2 separate regions of the Oryctolagus cuniculus genome follow, and region 2 is linked to region 1. Evidence: chromatin contacts called from public Micro-C data. All regions are on one chromosome and are shown on one strand. The core of a region is the stretch at or near the end of the contact, and the rest is flanking DNA. Distances in the headings are between cores, read along the strand shown. Region 1 holds the start of GLI1 (GLI family zinc finger 1). Region 2 holds the start of SLC26A10P (Solute carrier family 26 member 10).

Region 1 (5,776 bases), core at 2,779-5,278:
GCCGTCTTCAGTCTTCTCAAGGCCAATAATCCTTGGCCTGCAGGTACTTCCTGCTGTGTCCCCACTGCCCGAAGGTCCCTTTCTCTGCTCTACCTCGACCATAAGAGCAATGTGGTCAAGACAGATGTGCCAGATATGGTGGTGGAGGCTTGTGGCTGCAGCTAGCGAGAAGACCTGGGCAATGGCAGGAAGACATCAAGTCGGGGGCTCCCAGGCGAAGCCACCTGCAGTCCATCAGTGAAGTCATAAGATTCCTGATCCTCTCCGCCTCCCAACAGGCCGCCTGCGTCGCCCCAAGGAACCCAGATGGGCACTTTCTCGTTCCAGCCTCAGGCCAGGCTGGTGGGTGTGTGGGGAGAAGGGGAAAGGGTCGTGCAGCAGGATTTCCTATCCTAAGCCCTGGGAGGAGGGGGCAGGGGCTAGGAAGGGGTGGGGTGGGGGGAAGGAGAAGGCAGAGAAAAACTGCTTGACTCTGCCCAAAAGGGTTAGTCCTCTGATGGGAGAGGGCGGAAGCAGAGGGCGCAGGGGACGAGGGGCAGGGCAGACAGGCTGGCCAAGGGAAGGGACGCAGAAATGCTCCGGGCAGGGGGTGCAGGAGCCGCCCTGAAATGGGCGAAGTCTGAGAAGCTATCTGGTTTTGCCCTGGAGCACAGGTCTCTCCCCAGAGACAGACATTTCTACTTTCTTAATAAAAATGAGAAAGCAACGCAACAAGTATGAGCTGTGATGAAGGGTGGGGTGGCCCTTCCGGGGGTGACCCTCTTCAGGGTGTCCACCAGGTCAACTTATCTTCCTAAGAACACGTCAGCTGCCGTTTCTATTTTCATTACCTCGCAATTGTACAGTGGAGTTGTGCGGAGCCTGTGCGATGTGTGGTTACATCATCTTTCTGACACTGTACTTTTGTTGTTGTTTCAAAGATTTATTTATTTATTTGAAAGGCATAGTTACAGAGAGAGAGAGAGAGAGAGAGAGAGAGAGAGAGATCTTCTATCTGTTGGTTCACTCCCCAAAATGGCTGCAACAGCCAGGGCTGGGCCAGGTAAAAGCCAGGAGCCAGGAGCCTCATCCAGGTCTCTGACGTGGGTGCAGGGGCCCAAGCACTTGAGCCATCTTCTACTGCCTTCCCAGGCTCATTAGCAGGGAGCTGGATTGGAAGAGAAGCAGCCAGGACTCAAACAGGTGCCCGTATGGGATGCTGGTGTCACAGGCAGAGGGTTAAACTACTGTGCCACAACACAGGCTGCTCTGACATCATTGTTAACGGAATGTGTGCTTGTGCATTCTTATGTCACAGGTTTTTTACATTTTAATGTCTAATATGGTGAATTGATAGATATAAATCACAAACCAAAGCTCAATACTTTCTAAGGGCATGTAGAGATCTTGAAAACAAAATTGCTGACCTACAGAACTGGGTGGAGAGAAGAAAATGGGGTGCTCTAAGACAGCCTCTTGGGGTGTCAGCATCATGGCATAGTGGATTATGCTACTGCTTCCCATCCAGCTCCCCACTAACGTGCTTGGGAAAGCAGCAGAAGATGGTCCACCTGCTTGGGCCCCTGCCACCCACATGGGAGACCCGAATGGAGTTCCAGGCTCCTGGCTTCCGCTTGATCCAGCCCTGGCTGTTGTAGTCATTTGGTGAGTGAACCAGTGGATGGAAGATCTCTCTCTCTCTCTCTCTCTCTCTCTCTGTAACTGTCTTTCAAATAAATAAATACATAAATCTTTAAAAATGAATAAATAAATCAGCTCCTCTGGACCCGTGGATGTTCATCTCTGCAGTTAAGATAACCACAACCCTCGCAGCGGGCGCTGTGGAGTAGCTGGTTAAGTCATTACCCATGAGTCCTGATTGAGTCCTGGCTGCTCTGCTTCCAATCCAGATCCCTGCTAATGTGACTGGGAAAGCAGTGGAAGATGGCCCAAGTGCTTGGGTCTCTGTTACCCACGATGGAGTTTCAACTCCTGTCTTTGACCTGGCCCAGACCCCACTGTTTCAGTCATTTTGGGAGTAAACCAATGGATGGAAGAACTCTCTCTCTCTCTCTCTCTCTCTCTCTCTCTCTCTCTCTCTCCTTCTCCCCCACCCCGTACCTCTGTCTTTCAAATAAATAAATCTTGAAAAAAAATATTGGGGCCAGTGCCATGGCATGGCAGGTCAAAGCTGCCTCCTGCAATGCCAACATCTGATATGGGCACTGGTTTGTGTCTTGGCTACTCCTCTTCTGATTCAGTTCTCTGCTAATGGTCCGGGAAAGCAGTGGAAGATGACCCGAGTGCTTGGGCCCTTGTACCCGGGTGGGAGACCGGGAAGAAGCTCTTAGCTCCTGGCTTCGGATCAGTCCAGCTCTGGCCATTGCAGCCATTTGGGGATTGAACCAGAGGATGGAAGATCTCGCTCTCTTCCTCTCCCTCTCCCTCTCTCTCTCTCTGTAACTCTGCCTTTCAAATAAATAAAGCAATGAAAAGCAAAGAAGAAAAAAAAAGTTCACATCCTATATCTAAGTCCCTGGGTTCAAGTCCCCAGTGAGAGACTTGGATTGCGTTCCCAGCTTGCATTTTGGGAATGAATCAACAACAAAGGTTAGGAGCTCTGGGTCTCTGTCTCTGCCCCTGAAACAAGCTGATAAATGAGTCCTAGGAGAAAGGACACCCGGCTGGGACAGGAGCAAGACTGGAGTCTCTTCCCGGTGACCATTGGTGCGGCCTGAGCGAGCTGGGCAGGCCCTCGACCCTCTGGGTGACACTGTGCGGGAGGCAGGCTGCACGGGACCTCCCCCACCCCCAGTGACTCCTGTGGGGCCCAGACCTCCCCTTGCTTCGCCTGGTCTTCCCCTCCCTGGACCCCCCAACCCGACTGTTAACAGGCCCTCACTCTCAGTCCAAGTAGATGGCTCCTGGACGCAGAGCTAAGGTGTGCCAGGTCTGCCAGGGAGGTCACAGAACCGGGAAGGGAGTCTTCCTCTTCCCCAGGACGAAATAGCTGCCCCCTCCCCGCCATCCGGTCACCACGGCAACACAAACCCAGAGGGACAGGGCACTCCTCCGTCAGGGGGGCACTCCCGCAGGGTGCCAGCAGCCTCTGCCGCTGGGCCCCGCCGCTTCTCTGGGCTCCTAACTGGGCTTTGGGGGAGGCAGCTGTCTGGGCGCGAGCTCCGTGGGTCCTCCCGGTCTCCTCCGCCTCCAAACGCAGAGAGGGTGTCATGTGCAAGCAGGGCCAGCAGAGGGAGCAGGAAGCCTTGGAGAGCGTAAAGAGCGCGGGCGGCAGAGAGGTGCGGAGGTGGCCGCAGCCTGCAGAGGTTCGAGGTGGAGAGGGCGTTTCCTGGGAAAGGTGCTGCAGACCCACGGCTCCTTAGCGACACTGTGGAGGCGCACCTCGCACGCAGAGCCTCGGCCGCTTCTCCTCTCCTTTCTACTCCGTAGACCCCGAAACTTTCTCCAGAGCCCCCCACCAAGCTCCTCAGCTCGGTTTGCCCCAACCCCAACTCTCCCAGAGGATTAGACCTGCAGATAAACCACAGGGTGGCGGGATGCTCAGTTCGCATCCGTCAGTGTGGACGACCCTGCCTCGAACATGATCTTTGCCAGATGAACTTCTCTCTTTTTCCCCCGCCTCGCAATATTTCCCTCGGTCTTTCTGGCTCTGGCTCAGGACCACTTCGTGGACAGCCGATCCGCAGATCCAGACCGGGATTTTCCGCCCACCACCAGCAGCGTGTTCGGGGGGGGGGGGGGGGAGGCAGTATAGGGTCCCTCAAGGGAGGGGGAGGATCCTGGGGGTCCTGGGGGTGCAATAAGCCCGGCACCCCCTCTCTCGCTCCTAGCCACCCCGCCTCACCCTCCAGAACGGCAGGAGGGAGGGAGATAGGAGGGAGGCGAGGGGCGAGCGGGAAGAGAGGCGGCGCGCCAGCGGCTAGAGCGAGGAAAAGTTTTTGCAAAAGGGAAAAAAAAAAGTTTGCGCTTCTCGCGGGTGGTCCCGGCTCGCGGCCCGGCTGGCTGGGCCGGCGGGAGGGCTGGGGGGCCAGGTTGGGGGGTGGGGGTGGCACCGAGGCTGCGCTGCCGTGGCCCTGTCCGCCCCCCCTCCCCACCGCACACCCCCCAGCCCAGACTCCTGCCCTGGACCGCGCATCCCGAGTCCAGCGCCCAGACGGAGGTGAGAAGGGGGGCGGGCGGGGGACCACCTGGGAGCGGTGGGGGAGGGGGATGCTCTGCTTCCGAGGGGTTCACCCCGGCCTGGAGGGAGACCTGGGGTGCAGGGGCAGAATGGGGGTGGGCGAGCCCGGGGTGAGTTGTTAGGAAGTCTGAGGGAATTTTTTTTTCCCGTTTGTATCTCTTCATTCCCTTCTTTTTTTCTTCTGACAGTCTGCGTGTCTCTGTCTCGGGCAACCGTGGGTCTCTTTGTCTCCGCCACTCCCCTGTGTTAGAAACATCTCACTTTCTTGAGGCTGGAGGGGTGGCTGTCCTGGGGTCTGCGGGGTGGAGCGGGAACTCCAGGTAGCATCTTGAGTGCCAGGCATGAGGACGTCGGGGCACCCCAAAGGAGGGCGCTCCAGGTGGGGTGGGCTTAGGTGTGTGTGAGGCAGCAGAACCACGGGGAGCCTGCTGGGCCTGAGCCCCCGACCTGCTGTGACCGATGTGCCTGCAGATGCGGGACGCGAGTGTCTTCCGGACTAGGCCGGGAGCTGGCGGGGCTGCCCAAGGTCTAACTAGGCCTTAGAAAGACCCCAAAGAATTTTGGGCTCCCGAGCCTCTAGGGCTATGGGGCAGGCCGCTTAAGAGGAGCTGGGGAGACCTTTTCTTGACCCTCTGACCTCTGGACCACCGGGGCAGCTGAAGCCAGCCGCCGGGAGACCCCTACTGGGGCTGGGCGGGACCACCGGCCACTGCCAGCCTATATATCCCGCTTGGCCCCCCGCCCAAACGGGAGCTGCGAACCCAAGCCCCTCCTCTGGCTCAGACCACCCTGCCTGCCCTGGCTCCCCGCTCTGAAGCCTCTTTCAGGCCCCTTGACCCCGAAACAATCAACCCTGGGTAGCCAGCTTTGGGGGCAGGATTAGAGAAAGGGGACCCCGTAGTGGCGGAGGACTGAGGGTTTTAGGGGGCTGGCGAGCTAGGGTCTTCCTAGCATAGGCCCGAAAGTTCCAGTGGAGGGCGAAGACCTGGCCGTTTCCCGGGGAGACGCGAAGGCCGGCGTCAGGGTGGTTTTCCCTAGGGGGGCGGGGTCCCGAGACCCCCCCTCATTATCTCCCCGGCATCCCCGCCCGACGCGCAGACCCCGCCCTTGACGTCACTAGGGGGTTCCCGGGGGTCCGAAAGGGTTAACCCTTGGGCTGCCGGGAACCCGAGGTGTTCACACACACACACACACACACACACACACACCTTGTTTTATTTACTCCCACTCTTTCCCCTCCCTATACTCTAAGGATTCTCTTGCTTTGCCACCCCACCACGGGGATCCCCACTCTCCAAAAGTGCTCCCCAGGGCGCCGCTGCCTGCTTTCGGGATGCACGGAGAGGAGGAGGAGGGAAGAATGTGTCCCGCCCCTCATCCCCCCCCCCCCCCACACACACTGTACGGCTCGCTCGACTGGGCTCCCGGGGCGGGCGGGGGAAGCGGAGCCGTCTGCAGCCAGAGCCTGCGGCGGCGACTTGGGTGGGCCGAGGAGGCACGGGGGCGGGGAAGGCGGGACCGGGGAAGGGGGCGGGGCCGGCTCCTGGGAGTTGGGGAGCGGGGGTACGAGGGGGCACTCTGGCAAGCCGGGCTCCG
Region 2 (5,784 bases), core at 1,004-3,503, 140 kb after region 1:
GCTGACAGTGGGAGGGGCTTGGCCAAGGGCTTATACTGCAAAGAGAAGAGTGAAAAGTCCTTCTTGGCCTTTTTGCATCCTGTGACTCGATTCTTTCCTCAGGCCCTCCATGACATCCCCCAGGCTCCTCGGGACCCTCCCCCAGTCCCTGTGACTCCTCCAACCCCGCCCTGCCAGGCCAGACTTGCCAAGCTGGACGAAGATGAGCTGTAAGCGGTGAAGGGCACAGGGTGGTGCTCTCTCCGCGACCTGCTCCCCAGGGAGCTCCAGGGCCATGCTGGCCTTGACTTGGAAGCCTTCTCTCCTGAAGTGTGTGGAGGGGCGAGGCTGGGCAGCTCGGGGAGGAGAACCTGGACCCGCTCCCACCCCTGTGCGTGCATCACAGTCTCCCCAAAGGGAGGCGATGAGGGGGAGTGAGAGGGCTGGGGCAGGGGCCAGATAGAAACTCCTGCTTTAGTTTTTCCTGTTTTCTGAGAATAAAGGTTTTGTGATATCCCCGAGGCTGCTGTCCTGGCAGAGGGAAGGGAAGTCTGTCGTGAGGGTCCATGGGGCACAGTGGGGTAGAAGAGATCAGGCGCCCCCCTGGGCACACGGCGTGAGATAAATGTGGTCATGTGGTCATCTGTTCCTGGGGGTCATGTGGTCATCTATTCCTGCATCCCTGCAGCTCAGTCCACCCTGAGGGCTTGCAGCCCCTGGAAAATCGCGGATCCTTGTATTCTGTCCTTTAGCCAGCTCCTCTGCCCTCCCCCAGATCTGCCCCCTGGTCTGTAACACCCCCAGGAAAGCCCAGTGTAGTGTGACCACCCACTCCCTGCACCACCAGATGGCGAAGCACAGGATGCCCAGAGTACCTTTCCTCACGAGGACTCCTCACTCCGCCGAGGGAGGATGGGACGGTGCAGAGGGTCCTGGGCGCTGTGGCCCCTTCCTGGCTCCAGATCTCCTTGTCTTTGCTGTCTGTGAGGCCATCGGTCATGTCATACTGAGCAGGAGAGGTTCTTCAAACCTTAGCGTCGAGTGGGGAACCTATGGGGATCTTCACCCCTCCCAACCTCTGGAACAGAGAGAGCCGGGCGTGCAGAGATCCACGTCCAGATGCCCCGCCTGGGTCTTTGCGCATCCGTGTGTCCACTGTCCGTCTGTCCCCTGGGCTTGGTCACGTGCACTTGGACTTCCTCAGCAGACAATAGACTGCTGGGGTGGGAGGGTGAGGAGAGGCTGGAGCCTCCCTGTGGGCCTGAGGTCCCCCAGGCCGACAATGGGGGGAGGGATCCGTAAGGGGAGGGTGACAGGACGTAGGGCCCAGATAAGACTTCTGGGAAACAATAGGAGGAATTGAAGAGGGGAGACCCACCCTCACTGCACCCCACCCTGGGGCTTTGGGGTCAGGGACTGGGGGACCAGCCGCTGATGGGGAGGGCGCTGAAGATTCTTGTGAGTAGAGGAGGGGATGGTGCAGAGAGCAGGACTCCAGAGAGGAGAGCCTTTGTATTCCTTGAGACCACAGGGGTGCAGAGGCCGGCAGGTGACCCCTCTGTACCTGAGTTAACCACACACCTGTTTCCGATGGCCTACTTTGTGAATAGAACTTGGAGTAATAAGTGTTGCTTTGCTTTTCTTTGGCTCCTAAGAAATAAAGTTTCCTATCAGTCCCTATCAGTGGTGGAGGTCCACTCACTCCTGGCGGCGGTGTGGGGCTGGCGGGCCTCTGCCGCCATCCCTGTCTGATGCACAGAGCTGCTTCCCACCTAGTGGACGGCACTGCTAAGGCAGCAGAGCCCCTTCCGCTTTCTTGGGGCAGGCTGTACCCCGTGAGGATTTGGAAGTGGGTTGGGGATTCCCAGTGGGCACTGAACTTGCTTGCTCCCAGGTGGGTGAGTGCACAGGGGCGGGGAAGGACCAGTGCCGAGAGAGGAGCCAGCCTCCATCTCTGCCCAGAGTGCACATGGGGAGAGCACCCGGAGTGAAGAGGCAGGGGGCAAAGGGCTTGGATCGCACATGGTGGGTGCTGGGTCTTAGGGGGGCTCTCGTCCTTTGGCTCCCCATACCTATCCATCGCCAGCCCCCAGCATCGGGTGGGCCAAAGTTGTGGGAGGAGCCGCCCAGCACTTACAGTGTCCTCTCCACTCCGCAGCCCTGGCCCGGCCTCAGGCCCCAAGAGAGGGCGCCCTCCAGCGCCGGATTGGACCGTGCTTCAGGGAGGCGGGTCTCTAGCAGGCAGGCGGGAGGGCTATTTAAGACCCGGTCAAGCCGGAGCTGGCCAAGGGCAAAATGAGTGGACCACGGGGCGCCAGGACCCGCCCAGGCCTGGGAGAGACCTCCGACCTGAAGTACCCGCTGGGCACCAGGCTCAGGGAACCTCTCACTGAGGTTCGGTTCCAGCAGCTTTTCGGGGGCGCAGAGCAGGAACCCGAGCTCCCGGCAGAGTCCTTCTTGCCCAGGCTCTGGAGGCTGCGGGCCCGCGCTTGCTCCGGGCGGGGGGCGTGGCGCCTGCTGCAGGCACGGCTGCCCCCGCTGCGCTGGCTGCCCTCTTACCGCTGGCGGGCCTGGCTGCTCGGGGATGCCGTGGCCGGAGTGACCGTGGGCGTCGTGCACGTGCCCCAGGGTGAGCGGCTCCGACCCTCGCTTGTCAGAGGCCCAAGCTCTGGAGCGCTTCGGTTGGGGAGCGAGGTGGTGGGTTAGTGGACTGGGGGCTTCGAGAGAAGGACCAGTTCGGGTAAGCACTGCGGAGCCCCAGCAGGTCCCCACCCCCATCGCCCCTCACCTGCGCCCTCCTGCCAGAAGTCTGGGGCCGGTTCCGGCTCAGGGAGCTGGAGAGAGGCAGGGTGCCGGCCCCCCACGACTTGGGCCGACACGGATCTGTGACTGCCTACGTCCCCTCCATGGCCTCCCACGGAGTCCCCTTAACTCCTAAGTTCCCTCACAGCGGCCCGACTTAGCGCCCCCCGGGGCCAGCCTGTAAGAGCGCGAGAAAGGGCAGGTCCTGGAAGCTGGGCACCCCCCACCTCTCCTTCCACTTCTCCCCAGGCATGGCCTTTGCCCTCCTGACCTCCGTGCCCCCAGTGTTCGGACTCTACACGTCTTTCTTCCCCGTCCTTATCTACAGCTTGCTGGGCACTGGGAGACATCTGTCCACGGGTGAGTGACTGGGGACTTCCAGTGACTGCTCTGTGGGGGGAGAATGGACAGCAGTCTGAGACGACCCAGCTCGATTCCTCTCTCCCTCTCAACTTCCCTTCCCTCCGTAGCAGCCCAGCTGGCAAACTGATCTTGGCAATGCTGGCAGGAGGGGCGCAAAGGAGGGCATTTATTAGAACCTGGGCACCCCAGGGAGTTTTGGTTAAAATGAATGCCTCTGGGACTTTCGGAAGGGAAAGATGAGATGCGCTGTCCCCCTCTTCTCCCCCAAGAAGTCCTCGAGGAGTCTGCAGGGGGTGGCAGTTTTGTTGGCAGGTTCACCCCCTCTGTGCTCCCTCCCCGCGGTTCCCTGGCTGCTATGCCAGATCTTGACCCCCCGGTTTCCCCAAGCGCGGCAGATCTTGAGCGTCGCCCTGCGTGGGTATTATGGCAGGTGCTCTGCGTTTGTCGCCCTGCTCCAGGAACCTTTGCGGTCCTCAGCCTCATGACCGGCTCGGTGGTAGAGCGGCTGGTGCCCGAACCCCTGGCGGGGAACCTGAGCGCGGTCGAGCGGGAGCAGCTGGACGCCCAGAGAGTTGGGGCGGCCTCGGCACTGGCCTTCGGGAGCGGGGCGCTGATGGTGAGGGAGGATCTGGGGAGCACTTGGGGAGATCTACACTGGCGGCCCGGGGAGAGGGAAGGCTGTGGTGCAGGGCGCGGGGCCGGGGGGGGGGGGGGGGGGGGGGGGGATGCAGCGGCGCGTGGGGAAGCTGGCGCACTGCCCTCTAGCGGGTCCGCGCCTCCTCGCCCGGGGGAGCGCGCGTCTTCTCGCCCGCAGCTGGCGATGTTCGCGCTGCAGCTCGGCGTCCTGGCCACCTTTCTGTCCGAACCTGTGGTCAAGGCGCTGACCAGCGGGGCCGCGATGCACGTCCTCGTGTCCCAGCTGCCGAGCCTCTTGGGGTTGTCCCTCCCCCGCCAGATCGGCTGCTTCTCTCTCTTCAAGGTGGGGATGGGAGATCAGCGGAGGTTTCCAGCGGTCGCGGGGAAGAGAGAAACACGAAAGGGTGGAGGGTGGCACGTGCTGGGGGCGAGGGGAAGGAGGTGGCACCCCCGTCGGCAGCGGGAACAGAGGGCCTCTCCTGGGTCGGGTGGGTCCTTGCCGGGACGGTCACCCTGGCTGGGGTCCTCGCTCACCGCCCTGCCCGCAGACGCTGGCCGCCGTGCTGATGGCGCTGCCCCGGAGCAGTCCGGCCGAACTGACCATCTCAGCGCTCAGCCTGGCGCTGCTGGTGCCTGTGAAGGAATTGAACGTGAGGTTCCGAGACAGGCTGCCCACCCCGATCCCAGGGGAAGTCGTCATGGTGAGGACGGCCCCGGGGCCGGCTCCCCGCCCCGCACAGACCCCGCCCGTGCTGCGGCCGCCTCCTTGCGGAACGCGGAGAGGTCACGGGCCAGAGGTCATGCTCACATGTGTACTTTCCCAGGCCGCCTCCCCGGACACCTCGACCCTGCAGAATCCCCTCCCCACGCCGTCCCACCTCTCACCGCGTCCTCTCCAGACCTCGTAGGACGCCTTCTTCCTGGCCACAGCGGCCCCTTGCGGTCGCGCCGGGCACAGCACTCCCCCACGACCCTTTTCTGCAATTCCTGGCCTGTCTTCCTTCCCAGGAAGACGGCTCTCTCCCTCGCCGCGACAAAGTCAACGTCCCAGGTCTCCACAGCCAGCTTCCCTACTCAAGATGGCTCAGTTGACCCTGTTGGTAGCCACGACCCCTACAGGAGCCCCTTCATATCCTCTGGCCCATCTCTCCCTGGGCCTTTCCCAGACCCCCCTCAGCTGTAATTCAGCAGTGCATTGCCCTCCCATCTACACCCCGGCTTCCCGAGTGGCCAAGGGGCTCTTGGACCACTGGTCCTGCATCCTGATCCTCTAATGCTCATGCCTGGTAGTTTCTGCCTAGGGTCCCATCTCTCCCCAGGCCCTAATTGGCTCTCTGAACCAGGTGCTTCTGGCCACTGTGCTCTGTTTCACCTCCTCCCTGGACACAAGATACAACGTTCAGATAGTGGGGCTGCTGCCCCAAGGGTGAGAGACCGGCTTTCTCTCCTCTCACCCCATCTCTCCTGTCCTGCCTTATCCCCCCCCCCCTTGCCTTCCCTATCTCCCTGCAGCACCCAACCCATCCTCACCATGTCTCCCTCCTTGTCCAGATTTCCCCAGCCCCACTTCCCCAACCTGGCTGAGCTGCCCAGGACTCTGGCCAACTCGCTGCCCATTGCACTGGTTACTTTTGCCGTGTCCGCCTCCCTGGCCTCCATCTACGCAGACAAGTATTGCTACACCATTGACTCCAACCAGGTGTGACTTTGTGGACCCTGACCTTGTTTAGGAGTCCCCCACCCCCGCCATGCCTCCCTCTTCACCTCATGGCACCCTTCCAGGAGCTCTTGGCGCACGGTGTTTCCAACCTCATTTCCTCCCTCTTCTCTTGCTTCCCCAACTCGGCCACGCTGGCCACGACCAGCCTTCTCGTGGATGCTGGTGGGAATACACAGGTAAGACATAAGACGGCATGCCTGGGTGAGGTGAGGGGAAAGAGTGGGGCCTCCAGGCCAGGGTGGCAGTGGTACGGAAGCAGGTGGGCAATTGGCGGCACCTCTCCA

The links. A called contact is a pair of places that touch in the nucleus more often than the background predicts.
Region 2: a Micro-C map of ear pinna shows a contact between it and region 1, with 4 times the contacts expected there. The contact joins the promoter of SLC26A10P here to the promoter of GLI1 in region 1. A contact is called at or near these places in 2 of 6 Hi-C or Micro-C datasets (ear pinna and an unstated tissue).

What each region holds. Positions count from the first base shown.
Region 1 is chr11:60,083,825-60,089,600 of mOryCun1.1, forward strand. GLI1 (GLI family zinc finger 1) reads left to right here and starts at 4,029. Exons shown (of 11, transcript XM_051832917.2): 1 at 4,029-4,159. It overlaps INHBE (inhibin subunit beta E), which reads left to right. Exons shown (of 2, transcript XM_002720909.5): 2 at 1-706. The coding sequence ends at 165.
Region 2 is chr11:60,221,888-60,227,671 of mOryCun1.1, forward strand. SLC26A10P (Solute carrier family 26 member 10) reads left to right here and starts at 2,254. Exons shown (of 17, transcript XM_070052504.1): 1 at 2,254-2,608; 2 at 3,031-3,141; 3 at 3,603-3,760; 4 at 3,959-4,123; 5 at 4,329-4,481; 6 at 5,100-5,206; 7 at 5,332-5,479; 8 at 5,563-5,676. The coding sequence starts at 2,275. LOC127487429 (a long non-coding RNA gene) reads right to left here and starts at 1,161. Exons shown (of 3, transcript XR_007914228.2): 1 at 855-1,161. ARHGEF25 (Rho guanine nucleotide exchange factor 25) reads left to right here. Exons shown (of 14, transcript XM_070052506.1): 14 at 103-498. The coding sequence ends at 213.